2 separate regions of the Gossypium hirsutum genome follow, and region 2 is linked to region 1. Evidence: chromatin contacts called from public Hi-C data. All regions are on one chromosome and are shown on one strand. Each heading gives the region's core, a stretch centred on a gene start, on an enhancer-like site or on the middle of the called end of the contact. The rest is flanking DNA. Distances are from core to core; before and after follow the strand shown.

Region 1 (6,122 bases), core at 988-3,487:
CAACTTCAGACACGTTAAATGAAATCAATAATACCTGGCACGAATGTTGATACACAGACATGAAGAAAGTGAATGCCGTCTCATTAGGAATGTAGAACCCCTCGTGATCCAGGTGTTCAATAACTTGAACCCAGTTGGTATTGGGTGCCTACAAATATAAAGAAAATAGATTTAATTTAGAATGAAAAAGACAACATGAAAGCAAAAAAAAATAGTATAACTTACGAGTTGCTTTATAGTTTTTATAAGAACATCAACATTCCATGAGCTCAATGGAGGCAAATCCAATGAATTCCCGCAACCAAGGGCCAGGCTAAATGTTGAAAATGCAATTTGGTTGTCCTCAAGACCAACATAGGTGCGGGTAATTGCACCAAGTATCCTAGATATAGTCACCTCAGTCAGAGGTAAATAAAGAGATAAAATCTCTTTGCAATGTGCAGCATCAGTGGTGCATCCATAACCTAGTTCCTTAATGATATCCCCCATGCTCATTTCCTTCTCCATTTCTGCTAAAAGAGCATCAAAATCATTCTCCTCAGATTCATCGAAGAAATCTATATTCCTGCAGAGAGAAGAAAGGGAATAAAAAATGAGTTATCACAACATGATGAAATTTTAAAAAAAAATAAACAGAACAACACAATAAAAAAGCTCTCAAGATTAACTGCTTGTTCAAATGAGAAACGGAGCCTGAAGAAATTAGCACCTTAAGAAATTAGCCTCGCGCAATTCATCTGAAAGTATTGGAGTTAAAACAAACTGTGCAACATCTTTGGCTTGAACTAGAGATAACATCTGCATAAAGGAATCTACGTGCCTGGAAAAAGCACTGGACCACTGGAGGAACATAACCATATTCTGAATTTGCATGGAAGAATCAGGACAGGCAGGATTAGACTGCAATTCCTCAATCTGAGCCATACAAAAATTCTTACCTAGAAAGGTGCAAAAGCTTCAATTTCATCATTCTGATCAACCATGTCAAAAAAAGAAAACAAAAATAAATCAAGAGTACATCCATTTAAGAAAACAACGCAACTTACTACACATTCTTGTCTCTGGATTTTCAGAATCAGATAAAGCAAGACCAACAGCAATTTTTTCAGACAGAGATAACTCCAGTGTTTTTGAGAAATTCTCCAGGAAATTCTCGCTGATATCCATACTTCTTAGGGACTGACAGAAGACAGTACAAAAGTTTGGCTTGTCCATAGCATGTCTAAAAATTGAGGCTACAACTTGTTCAGATTGCAAATTCTTTGAATCTGTTTTGTGAGAACTCAAGCAATCCAAACAGGTTTGCAGCACCAGAGTGTTTCCTTCGATTCCATATTCAATGAACTATCAAGAATCAACAGGCCAAATGTTATCCAGAATATTGCATTAAATAGAAAAGAATCACATAACAGCCCCCATTTCAACCAGCTAGATATCACTTTTCACACCCCACCATAAGAGCATATAGCTCTTCGTAAATTCACACTTCATTTCTAGATAAGCTGCGCAACTAGAAACTAGCTAACATGACTTGCTAGCCTAAGAGTACATCTTCTAGCTCATAAACTTTTAAATCTAAATTTACTTGTGAAACTCCGAATCAATTTACAAAATTATTAGCTACAAATTATATTGGCAACAGTCTAGGGATTTTTCTTCAAGAAAATCAACAGAAATCCTAACATCCAATACATTTCAGTAATACATATATATATGGATTCTTATGGCTCAAACAGCACCAAGCTAACTAATTGAGTAAAAAAAAGAGTTACAACGTGATCAAGCGAATTCTAGGGTTTTCTTTAAGTAACTCAATCTAATTCTATTAAATAAATACATTAAATCTAACGTCAAGTTTTGCATAATTCTAGGGTTTTCTTTAAGTGACCATACGAATCAATACAAATGTAACCTAAAAAACCATCGAATTGGCATTCGTAAGGAAAATTAGATAGCGAAAGACCAAAAATAAAAAACCTGGCAGAGTTCTCGAAAAACAGAATCAGCGTTGGCTTCGGTCAAGGACTGCAGCAAGAACCGAACGTGGCTTGAGAGTGTGGAGGAAAGCTCGAGCATGGTGAGTGAAGATAGATCGCGAGTGTTTTTCGATGGTAAAAGCTAGTGAGAAGATAAAAGGGGAATGGATTAGGGAAATGATAGGCTTTGAAGATTGGGGATATTGAGAGAACCGTCGAGAAAAAAAAAGGTGAGCGCTGAACTTCTGAGAGAGTGTGTGTGTGTACGAAGAGTACAAATGATTTTGTGCAAAGTGACATGCGGGTCACGATTCTACAAGAAACTTTAAGAAACTAACAAATTTAGTCCCTGAACTTTGTTAACGTTTCTCGATTGGATCTATGTACTTTTTTTTTGGACATATTCTCCTTGAACGTAGAAACCTTTTTCACTTTGGTCCTATCCCGATGTTCAATGTGAGTATGCACCAGCATAAGTCCAATTGTGAGGATTAAGGCCTATCCTGCATTACTTAAAAAAAGTACATCTTATTTCAAAAGTATTTTTAAAAAATGAGTTGTGCTAAATAAGTTATTTTTTGTTAAAATTTTTAGTTTTTTCTCTTCTAAAAGTATTTTTAGTGTTTAATTACTTTTTCACCCCTCAAATAACATAATACTTTTCCTTTTTTTTGTGCTTAATTACAAATGTGTTAAAATCATTAATTAAAAATAAAAAATATTTTTTAAAATACTAATTACAAATATTTAATGGTTATATTTAAATATTTAAAATATAGTTTATATATTCTAAATAAATTTTATAAATAATTAATATTTATTGCTTAAAAATTTTAAAATTTATATTTCATATATTAAAATATTAACAAGTTATAATATTTTTTATATTTTTACTAGAATATAATAATATTAACTAATTTAAATATTATTTAAATGCATATTTGTTACTTGATAATAATATGTCTAAAATGGACATTTTATTTCTCAAAAAATACTTTTTGATAGCAATGCTAAACACTCAATTTTAAAATCAAACTTTTCAAAAACACTTCTCAAAAGTACCTTTTCATAGCACTTTTCAAAAACATTGCCCAACTAACCTTAAGGGGATCCTAAGTCCCAATCAAAGCAACTCACAAGTAAAGCGATGGCCTCAAATATACTAAGCGAATTAAACTGCTACATGATACTTTGTTATTACGCTACTTCATTGTATACTTTATTTTTAAAATTATATACAAAATCTAAAAATTACAAAGTAATTATAAAAAAGCAAATGATTTTTAAAAAATAAGGTGATTATGTGCACAATATCTGAGTACCACATTATCGTACATTGTCAAAATTCAAGTTTAAAGATTAAATTGAAAAAAACTATCAAATTCTAACACTAATGCTAACCAAAAAAATTTTGTAGACCATTATAAAAAAATTACTAAATTTAAGGACTAAATATTACTTTCTATGAAGCAATGAAGCTTTTTAAAATGTTAGATGAAGCAATAAAGTAACATTTAGCCGCTCAACTAAACATTTTTTACTCATTGGTCCTTAAACTATTTTTCATCCATATTAGTCTTAGAATTTTGCAGTTTTTTTTTTCAATTTGATCCACAAATTTGAATTCTATTAAAATATGATGACGTTGTACTATGAAATTGTGACACATCATCACTTGAAATTATTTTTTAAAATTCTTTACAATTTTTTTGGTATTTTTTAGATTTCATTTAAATTTCTTAAAAGTTTTATGTTAAGACTTAGCATAATCTCATAATATCACGATATCACACTTTAACGAACTACAAACTCACAGGTTAAATTGAGAAAAATTACCAGAATCAAAGATCAAATGTTGCAATGAAGTAATGAAGCAAGCAGTGAGTGGGCTTTTAGTCAAGCCTGCTGCGCCCAAAACACTATCTTCCCAATAGCTTTAGGGTCCGTCTTTGATTGCCATGAATGTGCGGCTTAGGCCCATTTCTCCTGCTTCTGCCTTCGGCCTTGGGCAGTGCCCATTGAGATTTTCACACTAGGGATCCTCATTTTGATAGCAAAACTTGTACTATAGATTTTGAATTGATTTATTCCGAAATTAGAAGAAAAAGATTTTAAAAAGGATGTGAAGTGGGACAAGATAGAATATTTTTTTGAATAATAGATATAAAGTAGATATGATAATTTATAGACAATTTTGGTAGGTTATAATAATAATTAATGTGCATGAATTTACAAAGCGCATAATTAGAATCTGGGTCGGACCCAAGCTTTCGTTCAATTAAATCTAGTGAGTCCCATAGTTATCTATTGTGATTCACACCATCACATGTAATGGCAGGTGGATGGGGGACCTTATGTGCATTGAAATATATTTTTCATATTGAAACATTGGTGATTAAGATAGGACCACCAAAAGAAGCAAGCTTATAATTATTGCAAAATGGTACATCAAGGTGGCTCTCTCCAGGGTCCATAATAATGGTGTTTTGGGGTCTAGTTATGTATCCCCAAAGTGTATGGAATAAAACCCCCCGAAATTACAGTAGGCAATGCAATGCAATGCAATAGGGTGTGTGAAAAGGAGGGGGGAAATGGCATACTAGAAGGGGATTTTATGTGGGGTTGCCTTGCTTTTCAGCCTTGTGATATTGGAGCCCAATAGATGTGATGTTCGACTTTGACATTAATGCATATCCACCCTTGGTTTTCATTTTCACAAGTTTTGTTGTCTAATTATGTTAAGTGGGCTTCCGATCCATTCTACTTTAAAACGCGACTTCTTTTTATTTATATATATTTTGCTTGGATAGACAGATAAAACTAGAAGTTTATTTTTGGGGTGCCAGAGATTAATTTTGCTTGGATAGACAGAGATAAAAGTAGAAGTTTATTTTCGGTTCAAATTAAATTATAAAATTTGAAAGAGATCAAAGTACAATTTCATCATTATATATATTTGTTATTTTAGAATTTAAAGGAATTAAACTGGAAATTTTTTATCTTTGGGGCCAAAGTGTATTTTTTTATTAAATTAATTTATAATTTTAAAATCTTCAAAGGACTAAAATAATAATTTATCCTTTGAGAGGCTAGGGTGTTGCATGCCCCTTTTGGCGTCGTCTTTATGGACCAGGGTGGTATTCAAATAAAACTCTCACCTATTTTTAAAATGCAACTTCCTTCTCCACAACATAGTAAGATATAAACTTGGATACAATTTAGGTGCAAGCTTTCTAATTTAGGGTTACTTGCATCATACGTTTGTAAAATTATGGTTTAGATTCTAAATTGGTTTCCAAACTCTGAGACTTAATTTGGATGTCAAATGTTTGCTCAAATTTGGCTTACTACCTGAATAATTTGGATCAGATTAGTCCTATTATTCAACTTGGAACCCTAATAAGTTGCATAGGGATGGGATCACATTAGTATTTCTATTATTAACTAGATCAATTTAGTTCATATACTATTAAAAATAATAAAATAAGTCCAAATTATAATAAAGTTAACATTTTCTATACAAAAATGTCTTAAAAAGTTATTTTTTTAGTAGGAGTTCAATTCCAAACAAAAGATTTCATTTATATAATCATAAAAACTTTAAAAAAATTAACTCTACTAAGCAGCAAATGATATTTTTTTAAAAAATAAATGTTACTTCTATTTCAATTTGATCTTATTTGATTCTTTTAATAGTACACAGATTTCTATTTCAATTTGATCTTATTTGATTCTTTTAATAGTACACAGATTAATTTGATCAGGTCCTTATTATAGTGGGACGTCTAAAGCACAATGACCTTGAATTGGCCTTGTATTACATAAAATCGAATGCCGTAAATTTGATTGAAATGGCATTTGAAAAATAGGTGATAAATTACATATCGAAACAGCCAAAAAAATTTCAATTTCATCCCTCATATACTTCACATTGCATTATAAAATATAAATAGTTGAGTTTTGTACTTTATTCATATGCTTTAACTTTTGTCCACACACACATTGCATGAAGATGACATTTTACCCAATTCATTTGTTCATATATATAATGTATAGTTGATTTCAACCTTTTTTCCTATATTAATTCATATCATTAATTTTTCTTCATGTAAACACAATTAAGGGTCCTTGAATTGAGTTTTGAGG
Region 2 (6,122 bases), core at 1,587-4,086, 390 kb after region 1:
TACTGGAATTCCACCAGAAAATGTGATTTCAGATTAATTATTCCAAAAATAATAATAGTTTAATATTAAATTTAATTTAATACTTATCTAAATAGTATTTTATTAATTTAATATTAAAGTGATTATCTTAATATTAAATTTAATTTAATGTTTAACTTGTAAATAAACATTCTATTATTTTAATAAGATTTAATATTAAATTTAATCTAATATTTATCTTGATAAATATTATATTAATTAACATTAAATTAATTAAGTTTAATCATAGTTGAACTCTCTAAACTCTCCCTTTATAAAGAGAGTCTTAGGTCATTATTTACATACACTTGAATTTAAGAAAAAGTTGTAGAGAGAAAATTCTCTGAAGAGATTATTCTAGAAAATTTCTAAAGATATATTTTTTTATTTACAACTTGACCCAAAAGTTAAAGAAATTAAAAAATTAGCCCACTAGTAATTTTTGTAAATAATTTTCTGATTCGAAGCGAGCTCACACTCAGTAGATGTGAGCTTGAGGATAGCAGAGAAGACTACTCTGTCGAAGCGCTCATCCTAGACGAATCAAAAAGGTACAATTTTGATTAAATTTTTATTACTTTAAATATCACAACCAATATCTTATTTTAGAAAAAAATTTAAAACTCTGGTTTTTCCCTAAATTTATTTGTCGCTGCATTTTCCAAACTCGTTTTTCCAACTGTAAGTTCATATAGTGTTGTTACGTTTATTCGTGAAATGTTTGATTGTGAATGTATATGGTAAAATGTTAGTAAATTGATCGGTAAGGTGAGAAAGGTGTGATCAGTAAAAAGGAAGTTTTGTTATGTATATAGAGCCCGAATGAACAAATGATACAATTGGCATGTTAATAGGGGTAATGACGTATTGTACGTGAAGATGGGAGATGTGAAGAAGATGAAGAAAGTTTACTATAGTTTTCTTGAATCTTACATTTATTGTAGATTTCCAATTTAATCTTTTCGGAGATTCTGGTGTGTTATCGGGCAAGGATATTTAGTCTACGGGCTTTGCATTATGTGCATTTGGCGTGTTACCTGTTGGAATAACTTTTATGAGTAATTTGACATGTTATTAAGGAGAATATTTAGCTTATGGGCTTCGCACTATGTGCATCTGGCGTGTTATCAGTTGGAATAGCTCTCATGAGCAAACTAGACTCGCCTATTCTTTTCTATTTGTGTTGAGTCATTGGGCTAATGTTCTAAAATAGAAGTGTTGACTGTATGATCTTTATGAATTGAAATAAGGTATGAATGAGTAATGAAATGTTTGAGATGCATTATATGTTTGAATATTATGTACTCACTTTATATATGTGGAATGTATTGGTAGGATAAAGAATTTAATTAAGTTAATGCTTACCAAAACATACAAGTTATAAATCACATCTAAACATATAATGTATCACATGTGGAATGGTGCCTAAATCACATGTGGAATGTGATTTATAACATGTGTTGGTAGTCGAATTGATCTACAACTCATATTATCCAACTCCTGTTATGATAGAATTATTTTAACTCTACATCAAGTCAAGTGGCATGTATATAAGGTATATTTTGTGAAATTGAATGTGAAATAAAGGTTAATGTACTGATCGTTATATATATATGTATGTATTTACTCTTTCGTGATGCTTATCCAATGTTGGCATAGGCAATTAGTATGCTTGAAATGGAAATAATTGCACCAGTTAAATATGTTAACTCATGTTGGATAATTGGCGAACTTATAAAAGCGGACTATTTGAGTGAATAATAATAAATTAATAAGAACGTGCGGCGGATAGACTCGAACGATTATTTTTCTAACGGAATGCCTTAGCGCGTTTTGTTTAAAAGTTTTTGTAAAGAATTATAAAATATTGAGACTAACCATGGTCTAAACAACATTATTAGTAAACCTGGATTAGTCTCATATATGTTTATACCTCTAATATATATGTATGATTAAATAAGAATTTTGATGACTTTAAAATAGATTTCTTTGATGACCTTGCATATGAATGTCTCTATTTTTCCGTAGCACTCCGTAACTCGAGTTCGGCGATCGGGCCAGGTGAGGGGTGTTACACTACCCTAATAAATCATATTTGGTTCTTATTAAGCAAATTAAAAAAATTGTATTACATTCCTATTAAATGATTCAAATAAGACTACCCCTATCAAATTACGTTTTAAACAATTAGCGATTTGCATTCTCGTTTTCATTCCTCGTACTGGACCGATTCACATTTTAGGTAACATAGGATTCCTATCTCCTTGCAAATCAGTGACGTGACAATATAAGGTGGCTTGGTAATCAATAGACGTCCCATTACAATTGAAGGCCTCTAGTTACTTCCGTCGAAGGTAGCTCATGGCAAAGGTGTGCTCAATGATGTGATGCTCATAGGTGACATGTGGAGGTATTACGAAAGTGGAATAACCAAAGTTTTTAAAAGCGATTAAACTGAATAAAAAAATAAAAATATTTAAAGAAATAGAGAAAAATGAATTGATTAACAATTCAATTAATCTAATATTTATTTTAAATTGATAACTTAATTAATTCTCATTCCAATTAATTTAAGTAGACAAAATCCGAGTAGAGGAATTTCAAGTTTCCCAATTGCAAAAATAGATAAAGCAATTAGGTAAATGGATAACGTCGAATCTTCGAACCAAACTTTCTATGTTGCAAGTCAAAGAAAACATCTTAAGCGCGTGAAGATGACTAAGTAAAGCATGAAATCCTGGAAAAGGGTATCCAATGATTGTAGACAAGTGGATGTCTGGCCGTGGAGAGGCAAAGTAACACCCCACGCGTGCAATTATGGGACCATGTGTTAACACGTGGCAGTGTACCCACATGATGCGTGCACGTGAACTACCACACCTCTCCCACGTGACCTCCACTCCAAAAGTCAAAGCCGATATATGCTATAAACAATCAATAATATTTCGCACTCAATGAAAAAAGTATGGTCCAAGTAGTATATCCACCATTAAAGATATATATATATATCTAGCAGTGCTTTATAAGAATATATATTTAAAAAATTTTTAAAAATATGTTGAGTTTTAGATTTTTTTTTAAATTTTAAAAAAAAATCTTATATTAATATCAAATGACGAGTTTATTATGTATGTGACATGTGTCATACTTTAAATTTTAAAAATAATAATAATATTGATCGAGATTATTACATGTCAATTTTAACATATTATAATCTATTTCTTTTTTAAAGTTACAATGTATCACATATACAATAAATCTGTCATATGACATGATAAAATCATTTTTTGAAGAAAGAAAAGTTTTATTTTAAATAATCTAAAAAAACCACTATATTTTTTCAAATAATTTTTTATAATAAAATACAATTATAACACCATAACAACCCTTTTCTTTTAATTGTATACAAAAAGAAAGATGTCAGCCATTCTTATGATTATCTAAACCATTAAGTGGTATTATATATATAGGGGTGTGTGTGTGTGTTTTCCTTGAGACAAAGATTTGATTCAACCATATGCAAGCAAGATGAAGGATAGTGTTATAATAATTAGGGTTTAGTTGAATGATTAGTGGGAGGGATCTTATTGTCGGTGGATGGATAAGAATCAAGGGATGGGATTCCAAAAGGAAACCATGCCTTGTGATGTGATGACAAACCAAAACATGGTAGATTTTTACGAGATTTGGTAGGTAGAATGTACAAATATTTACATGAATATATAGATGTTGAGTGATCTAGTTTAACATGATAATTTAGTTAATTTTATTCTATATATGAGTCTTTAGTATTGTAGAAAGATTAAATTTTTAGGGTTTGTAGTTGTTTCTCTTAATAATATTATTTTTAAGACTTAAATTAAAGTTCTTTTTTTTAAAATGCAATGTGTCTTATAACTACACCCAATATTTATTGTTATTTCTATGTTGCATCTAATAAAAAGGTCTATATATTATAGGAAAGGGATCCACTTATGTAAAACTAAAGTAATTTTACGTAATTTCGTATATTTTTGTACAATTAATATTTTAACAATCTAACCATCATATTTTATATTCCATTTATATAGATCATGTATGTCAAATTTGATGTAACTTAAAATTTTCTTTGCCACTATCAAAAAATTAATGTATGCATTATTGTAGATCGTTATGATAGAGATAATGGATCGATTTAAAAATTTACATGCATAACAAATATAATTATATTGATAAATTCAATGATTGAATCGTTAAAATATTAATCGTCCAAAAATATATGAAAGAATATAAAACTACTTTGATGTAAGTGGAATCTCTTCTTTATGTTATATGTAGCCATAGCTGTCCAAAACTTTAATCAACAACCAACGAGCCAAGTTTATATTTCATCACACATCGAATAGCATTTTTTTAATTTAAATTTATATTTGATACGTTGACGATTTATATATAATTTTATACCATATCAATAAACTAATAACTATACATTACAAAAAATTAAAATCTTCTATAAGAGTAAATTTGTTTGGATTCATAGGCCCCATGATAGTGGCAAAGAAAAGATATAGTGCCACCAATTTTATTCGCTTAACGTATCTTTTGATTTGGTCCATTTGTTTCATTTAGAGTACGTATATGGATGGGAAAGCATGGATTTAAAGCTGTGAACTTATATATATATATATATATTCAAGAATTTATTAAAGTGGTGTCACTCTTAATTTGATTGGTCAACATATATATATTTAAGAATTTATTAAGGTAGTGTCACTCTTAATTTGATTGGTCATCAACTCAATTTTGAAACTATCTTTAAATATTATTATGATACTTTTATTTTTTTTTCATATTTTTATACTATCTTTAAATAAAACAATTACAAATTATAAATCTAAAAGATAAAACATGTGTTCAATATATAGTATTAAAATACATATTGTCGATCACCTATCTAAAATGACTTTTGGTTGAAAGGAAGACCTGCAAGTTTTTGTTGTGTTTTTGCTCAAAATAATCCTATGTAACTAAGTGTTATTTTCTTTTTATCACAAAAAAAAACCCACAAATTCATTACCACTCTACCTATATTCACTATAAATAAATTTGTTAAAACTAACGTCAATAATGGCAATATAGAACAATCACAAAACAAAAGAAAAGAAAAGAAAATTAAAGCAAATAAATTTTACGTGGAAATCCTTTCGAGAAAAAATTATGGGTAGAGAAGGAGAAATTCACTAATGTTGAGAACTGAATGATACAAGAGGATTTTTGACTAAATCAATGTCAAATAGACTAAAAGTAGTTCTATACGGATTCTACTTGTGCCACATGGTCCCTACCCTAGTTTTTAACAGGAATTTGGATCACATCATTCTAACAAAATTTAATAAAAAAATATTTTTAACTTAAAATATTTTTTTCGTATCATATATCTGACAAAATCTAATGTATGCCATCGAAGAAAAAAGTATTTCCTAAACCCTAAGTGCATAAAGGTTAAAAGGAAAAATATTTTATCATACCACACAACGATCCACAATTATAGGGTCCATTTCCCTTCTATATAAAACATATTATTTTTTGAATAATTTTATTATAACTTCTGGTTATATCTATTTTTTTTTCACATAATGCTTAAAACTAATTATATTCTCTCCCTAACTCATAAATATGAGAATAATGTGGTTCAATGCACTCAAACACACGTCTTCCTATACTGATAACAATATCCATAGCAATTGAGTTAAGATTTAACCGATATAAGCATATTATTTAACTGCATGTAATAAATAATTGGGGACGATATACAAGTTAGGCCAAAAGATGTAAATATTATTCAAGGTGTATGTACTTGTACACCCAATTTGGCCACGCATGGCTTAGCAAATTAATTCTGCTAGGTTAGAATTAATTAAAGTTTGGGTGTTTCCTCTTTTTACGGCATTTTTGTAAGGCCTTAAAGCCTTTTTTTGCAAAGTTGGGTATACGGTACTTGAAAATTTAATTTTTAAAATATTTAACTTAATTATAGATTTTGAATGTAATAAATTTAATATCAAATTTATCATTTATCAAGTTGATTTTTATTTTTATTTATTAAATTTGTGCTTCAATCTTTA

What was found. Hi-C and Micro-C count contacts between places; a contact is called where the count stands out from the background.
Region 2: a Hi-C map of leaf shows a contact between it and region 1, with 2.7 times the contacts expected there. The contact joins the enhancer-like site here to the promoter of LOC107924016 in region 1. A contact is called at or near these places in 2 of 34 Hi-C or Micro-C datasets (both in leaf).

Annotation. Positions count from the first base shown.
Region 1 is chrA12:77,006,015-77,012,136 of Gossypium_hirsutum_v2.1, forward strand. It overlaps LOC107924016 (CCR4-NOT transcription complex subunit 1), which reads right to left and starts at 2,238. Exons shown (of 51, transcript XM_041082731.1): 1 at 1,978-2,238; 2 at 1,047-1,344; 3 at 710-938; 4 at 226-565; 5 at 35-148. The coding sequence starts at 2,076.
Region 2 is chrA12:77,395,160-77,401,281 of Gossypium_hirsutum_v2.1, forward strand. No RefSeq gene overlaps it. Among protein-coding and RNA genes, the nearest start is that of LOC107923960, 5.2 kb to the right of the region's middle. Within about 2 kb of position 2,837, at least 3 of the 9 cell types and tissues checked have an H3K27ac peak or open chromatin away from gene starts, as enhancers often do. A contact at or near this core is called in leaf, where this site is marked.